Linked DNA regions of Xenopus tropicalis: region 2 is linked to region 1. Evidence: chromatin contacts called from public Hi-C data. All regions are on one chromosome and are shown on one strand. The core of a region is the stretch at or near the end of the contact, and the rest is flanking DNA. Distances in the headings are between cores, read along the strand shown.

The links. Hi-C and Micro-C count contacts between places; a contact is called where the count stands out from the background.
Region 2: a contact with region 1 is called in a Hi-C map of neurula embryo, with 4 times the contacts expected there. The contact joins the promoter of hoxc10 here to the promoter of smug1 in region 1. A contact is called at or near these places in 2 of 5 Hi-C or Micro-C datasets (gastrula embryo and neurula embryo).

What each region holds. Positions count from the first base shown.
Region 1 is chr2:145,723,636-145,727,157 of UCB_Xtro_10.0, forward strand. smug1 (single-strand-selective monofunctional uracil-DNA glycosylase 1) reads left to right here and starts at 2,261. Exons shown (of 3, transcript NM_001097317.1): 1 at 2,261-2,489. The coding sequence starts at 2,474.
Region 2 is chr2:146,109,529-146,112,831 of UCB_Xtro_10.0, forward strand. It overlaps hoxc10 (homeobox C10), which reads right to left and starts at 1,714. Exons shown (of 2, transcript NM_001271307.2): 1 at 913-1,714. The coding sequence starts at 1,690. It overlaps LOC105946564 (a long non-coding RNA gene), which reads left to right and starts at 1,879. Exons shown (of 3, transcript XR_001170013.3): 1 at 1,879-2,022.

The DNA of each region.
Region 1 (3,522 bases), core at 1,011-3,510:
TCTTGAAGTCCTGAACAGTGCAGGTGTACAAGAATCAAAGCATAAGATCTCTTTTAACACGTCACTGCTTATCTGCTCATTTGACAGAAATCAAGTGGCTACTAGCCTCCCTTTTCTAAATGCCTGTCTCGGATGTCTCCTAGCCCTCCCAGTGTCACAGGCAGATATGCCAGTTAACCTCACTATCACAAAATAAACATGTTATCTTCTGGAACAGATTGGTCTAGTGCAGAGGTTCTGTAAACCCTTCACATGAGAATGACAGCGTCACAAGGGTAAACTCCAAAATTTACTCTGAAACAGATTGGTGTAATGTCCGTACACTCTACACTGAATGGACAGCAACTTCCGTTAATATTTTTAGTGATGCATTTTGGGGGGGAAAAAAATATTTTACAGCAATTTCAAATAAGATTAAACGCGGGTGTGTTAATTTTATAACTAGTAATATACTTGATTATATAACTAGTAATATACTTGATTGATATTAATGCACAGTTCACCAATAGAGGAAATAAACTAGTAGTAGAGTAGAGTAGTTTATAAACACAAAACCCCTTGGACTTGGAGCACAAAAGCTCTAACACAATTGATTATGTGAACCATATTGTACAGCAACATGTTGTCACTCTATAAAATTGTAAATAACTGTAAGACACTTACAAGCTGTACAACAAGATAAAAATACCAATTAGTAAAGGATGAAGGACACTGCACACAAGGCAGAAATATTCCACAACAGAAATATCAGAACCAACAGATTGCCAGCCCAGGCCTGCATGCATTAAATGGCAGTGACAGGCAGATTTCAGTCTAAAGACATTCAAATCCGTGTTTTAGAACACTTAGGTGGCCATAGGTCGCCAAGCAAGCAGATTTTCTCCCGATATCCCCACCTACGGGTAGGCGATATCGGGCCAATGTAGGCTAATTCAATCGTTTGGCCCTGTTATTGAATTATAGTGGTGCTAATGGGCACAGTCGGTTTGGGAACCGCATCAGCCCCCATCCGACTAAATTTTTTAAGCTGCCCGATCAATATCTGGCCGATTTCAGGCCAGATATCGGTTGGGCATGCCCCTCGTTGCTGCCCCTACACGGGCCGATAAGCTACCGAATCGGCAGCTACAATCGGCCCGTGTATGGCCACCTTTACACAAGAGTATTTTCTCGTGTTCCTTTTTGGTGGATCTTACATACATTCCACTGCAGGGGAATGCAGGAATAAATAGACCATACTTACTGTGCTGCAGAGGAGCACACACATCAAGTTGCACTCCATCTGTGTTCTACGCTTCACGGTGGCACAATGAGTACAATCTCATAGAAAGAACTTGGCAGAGTTTACTCCTGCAGTGGAACACATGTAAGATCCACCACAGAGAAAAAACCACTATTGTGTAAAAGCACTTTGGTTAGGGGGTTGCCATTCACTTTAAAGGGGTGGTTTACCTTTGAGTTAACTTTAAGTATAATGTGAAGAGTGATAGTCTGAGAAAATGTGCAACCGGTCTTTATTTTTTATTATTTCTAGTTATTTTATTTTCAGTTTGGGTGCTCTCCAGTTTGGCGTTTTAGCAGCTATTTGGTTGTTGGGTCCAAGTTACCTTAGCAACCAGGGAGTGGTTTGGATGACAGACTGGGATATGAATAGAAGGTGGCCATTTTTGGCTGGCGGGGTCAGTGACCCCCATTTAAAAACTGCAAAGAGCTGGAAGAAGGCAAATAATTTAAAAACTATAATAAATATTGACGACCAATTGAAAAGTTGTTTAGAAATGGCCATTCTATAACCCGTAGAACCCTACCTGTAAATCACTTCAGTTCTTATTTTCTTCTAACACGACTTAATACCTGTTTTAATTTATTTTCTTAACCCTAAGAATGAATCTGTGTGACACTGACTCGTCGAAATAAACCCTTACAATTACATTGTGTAAGCATAGCCGGTTTTACATGTATTTCTTCCCAACACAGATCTATACATGACTTCTAAGGAAACTGGGAGCCGAGGCAGCAAAGGGCATGACAAGAAACTATCACCAAAATCAAGTGTTTTTGCTTCCTTTTCTTTCTAACAGAAGTAGGAGGTACGAGCAGGAGAAACAGAGAATTTGACGAGAGCTACGACGACGTACCAGCAATTTCCGACTGTGTTACGCCAACTCGCCACTCCCACAAGGCGCTGCGTGTGCGTCACCGCGTTACGTGAAGTCCTGACGCCAGTCTCGCGTGAAGAGACTTGTGGCTTTGGGATTTCATGCCCTGGAAGCGAAGAACCTGCAGTTTTGCGTGAGGTTTGGGACTGAGTGTGGGACTGAGTGTGGGACTGAGTGTGGGACTGAGTGTGGGACTGAGTGCTGTGTTTGGGGAACTGGAACTCTTGGGCAGTATGGAAGCTGTGTAGCGGGAAGGATATGCATGCTGGCTGCAGAGAGTCGGTTGTGAAGAATAGTGACATTCCGTAGCTACAATAGAGATGGCAGGGGGTAAGTTACGCGATTTAAAGTGATATTACGTATTTCTACCTGACTATAGCGTGCAATATTCATCTTTAACTCATTTCTAGTAATGGACGTGTTTGAGGAAAAATGGATAATTTTGTGTTGCAATATGGTTGTCCTTTTTTTTGGCTTCCTCATGGGCAAAATGTACCATACCTACCATCTGCCTGAAGGCAAGGCCGCACCAGCATCCAATCCCTGTGACTTAATGGAGAACTAAAGCTTAATAAAGAAGTAGGCAAGAAATGCTGCACATTAGGGGGGCACATTTATCAAAGTATGATTGAATCCGAATACAAAAAAATGGTATTGTGTGTATTTTCTGCGACTTTTTCGTACCTTGCAACAAAATCGCATTTGTCGCAACGAGTACAAAAGTTTTGGATTCATTCAAGCTTCGGTATCGTGACTTTCCTTGGGCCGGGTTGGAGCTGCAGAGTGCCATTGAGCCCTATGGGAGACTTTCCTTGGGCCGGGTTGGAGCTGCAGAGTGCCATTGATTCCTATGGGAGACTTTCCTTGGGCCAGGTTGGAGCTGCAGAGTGCCATTGAGCCCTATGGGAGACTTTCCTTGGGCCGGGTTGGAGCTGCAGAGTGCCATTGAGCCCTATGGGAGACTTTCCTTGGGCCAGGTTGGAGCTGCAGAGTGCCATTGAGCCCTATGGGAGACTTTCCTTGGGCCAGGTTGGAGCTGCAGAGTGCCATTGAGCCCTATGGGAGACATTCCTTGGGCCGGGTTGGAGCTGCAGAGTGCCATTGAGCCCGATGGGAGACTTCCAAAATCAATTTTCTATTTTAAAAATGGAAATGCGGCTTTAAAAGTTACCAGAGGCGGCTTTTTGTTTTCAGAAATAAGTACCCCTAAGCTTAACTTCTCAACAGCTGCCCAGAGCACCCTGAGCATGTGCTTGTCACTGACACTCCTAACAGAATGCAAGATGCTGCAGCAGCCAAGAATAAATGTTTAATAATATGTCAAATAAAAGTGGAATGACGAACACTGGCCCTGCTAATCCTG
Region 2 (3,303 bases), core at 464-2,963, 390 kb after region 1:
TCCAAAACACACACTTACACACACATATAATATAAATATATATATATTTATATATATAAATATATATATATATATATATATATATATATATATATATATATATATATATACTCCAAAACACAAACACAGTTAACAGTTACACACACGCACACTCTATACATCTTTATATATATATACATACTATATATATATATATATACACACACACACCACATACATACATACCACTGTCTCACTATTAACAGAAAGGGGATACAACATAAACAGACATTTTAGCTTATGCAAAAGCTTTGTCTTATGAGCTGAATATAAACACACATGTAGCAGTCTGCCAAAAGCCTAAAATAGAGACAGTGGATCACAACAAAGGGTAAAACACGAATTCCCTGCTCCACTTGTAAAATCTAATCTGAACACAGTAAATATAGCTCATGCTTAGGACAGTAGAAATATTTTAGAAACATCTGTTTTAGCTACAGACTTATAACGAAATACAACATTCTTGATCTATTTTTTCGGATTCGAAGATATAAACTAACTCCTGTAACACACAAACAGGCATTTTTACTATAGGGTAAGGAGACAACAAGGCACACCATGATGTATATATATATATAAATATATATTATTATTTTTTTTACCAATAACGAATTTCACTTTTCAGGTTTCGGGCTATTTGTAGAATAACTGAATTGTTTACTATATAACAAAGGAGATATATGAATATGATATATATTTAATATATATGTATATAGCTTGAACAGCTCTGGGGTGATCAATGTGCTGGCAGGCAGGCAGGAAGCCATTGCACACCGCAGAGTGCTAATTACAGCAATGTTGCAAGGAAGTTTGCCCAGCCAGCCTGCTACACTGCTGCACATTGTCAATGACCCAAGCTGAATGTCTCCTTACCTTTTGCTTCAGCGTCAGAATTGTCGGTGCTGGTGTCTGTGTTCTTGCTCGGCTCCTTGTCCCCTTCGGAGGGTGGCAGTTTGGGGGCTGGGAGACTTTTCTCTGTCTTTATATCACTGGCGGTGGCAGAGCTGGTAGTAAGGTTGGTGGCCAGGGACTGGTTGTCCGTCTTGGTGTTTTCGGGGAACCCCCCCTTCCCCCCAGCTTGTTGTTGTTCCAAGATCTCACTTCTTGCGCTAACACTCGTCCTATTCTCAAAAGTTGTCTCAAAGTCGCCAGTGGTGTGACAGCTTGGGGTCTTCTCCATTGAGTAACCTTGACTGGCTCGGTAGTAACTGGGGACAGGAACTTCATGGTCACTTGAGCGCGTCTCTGGCATCTGGTTTGGGTAGAGGGCAGCCTCGGTGGCATTTTTCGCTCTTTTATCCGTACTGTACATGCAACAAACATTCTCCTCCTTGACATTGGTTGGGAAAGAGCAGGATGAGAGCTGCCTTGCAACAGGTTGTTCAATCCTGTAAGTATTTTTGGGTTCGCACCAACTGTCCAGTTGAGAGAGGTAAGATGGATAGGTGTTGAGAGACAAGCCAGGGTTATTCACATCGTCCCTTTTTGAAAGAGACGGGACAATTCCACAGTTTCTCATCATCCCACAGCTGAAATCGCTCCCAGTCTGCATATACATCCCTTGGTTGGTGGAATAAGTCTCTCCTCTGCAGCTACCGGCCAAAGAGTCCATCAAAAACGAGTTAGGAGTCACATTGTTGGGACATGACATTTTCAGACAGGGTTTTTAAAGAGGAATACTACAGCCAGTGGCTGACATCTTTTTTTTAGGGAAAAATATCAGCACCATAATTATCCACGCATTGGCCCCACCACGTGACTCCCAAGCCAATGAGGATTGAAAATGGCCTTGGTGATTCAGACGCAGGTGACGTCACAGGGGTCAAGTTGTCGAAAGGAGGAAAATGAACGTGGAGTAAGAGCGCCATCTATCTGACTTTGTGAGGTATAGACCCAAGGACCTTAAAGTTGAACAAAGGATGTAGTTCAGTTTGTTTACCAGTGATTCAACGCAGGTCCAGGGAGGAGAGGGCATTGCCAAAGGTAAAGCTCACTAACAGGCAAGTAACATTGCAAGGAGAATGGGGTTCGTCTTTAGAAAGCTTTTTGAATTTGCCCCTGCAAATTATTTTCGTTTTTTGCGTCCTTGAAAACACCGAAGAGAAACAAAAAACTTTCATGTGACCCTCATGTAGCCCCTTCTCTTTGGGCAACTAAACAATTGCTCAGTAATTCTGATAAACAAATGCAATTAACTAACGCCGTGTGCCCGTGTGTCCCTTGCGTAATGTACATTAAATTGATACAGAATGCATAACCCTACACTATGTTTTACTATTAACACTATCAGTATTTGTATATTGTATATGTGTATGTATGTGTGTGTCCATATATGTAAAGATATAGATGTATAGCTATAGATACAGATATAGATATATACACTGTTTAGGTTAAGGAAGGCTTTGTGACTTAAATGTAAAAACAAATACCTGGATGCACATGTTTAATTCGAGTTTAATTGAATGTAATGTGTATGTTTGTGTGTAGAGAAATGGAACAAAGAAAAGCTTGCTCAATGTAGTCTAATTTACATGCAAACATATTTTTATTTGTTGAAGGTAAAACGCTAAAACACCAAATACTCTCTCAAATAGAGTTTTTGTTAATATTTTGGTAAGTAAACATTGTGCGTGCGTGACTGTGTGTATATGATATAAAAAAAAAAAGTATATTTGTTTCCATGTCTTCATTTGCAGACATTTAATGTATTTATATTTCTCAGCTTATATATATATATATATATATATACGCCACTAGAGAAAAGTATAATTTTAAAGAAACCTCTAGGATCTGTGAATGCAAGGCCATTAATTCGCTCCACCTTCATAAAATGATCTTTTGTTTCGATTACAGTTGTGCATTTTTTATTGCGTGTGATGACTTAATATTTGTGTTTAAAGTCATGCTTAGGCAATGAAGGGAATATAGTGGCGGGGGTGCATAGAGCAGAACCGTTTCCTACGAGTAGCACAGAAGAATAAACAATAACAGCAGCACACAGTTCAGTATCAAGGACACAGCTATATCAACGCCAAGTTGACAAATAAAGATTTCAATATGTAAAACTAGAGCAGTATTTTGTACAAGGCTCCCTGATTATTGGGTGCTGTCACGTACACTGGGAGAGATCTTGGGACACAATCCTTTTAGTTGCACTATTGGTGTAAACTTTTTTTCCTTTTACGATTCTGTTTTCTTACAAAGGCACATTTCCGCTGGTTTAGACCCTAAACTGTATATGGCATGTTCATTCCACCTATAGAC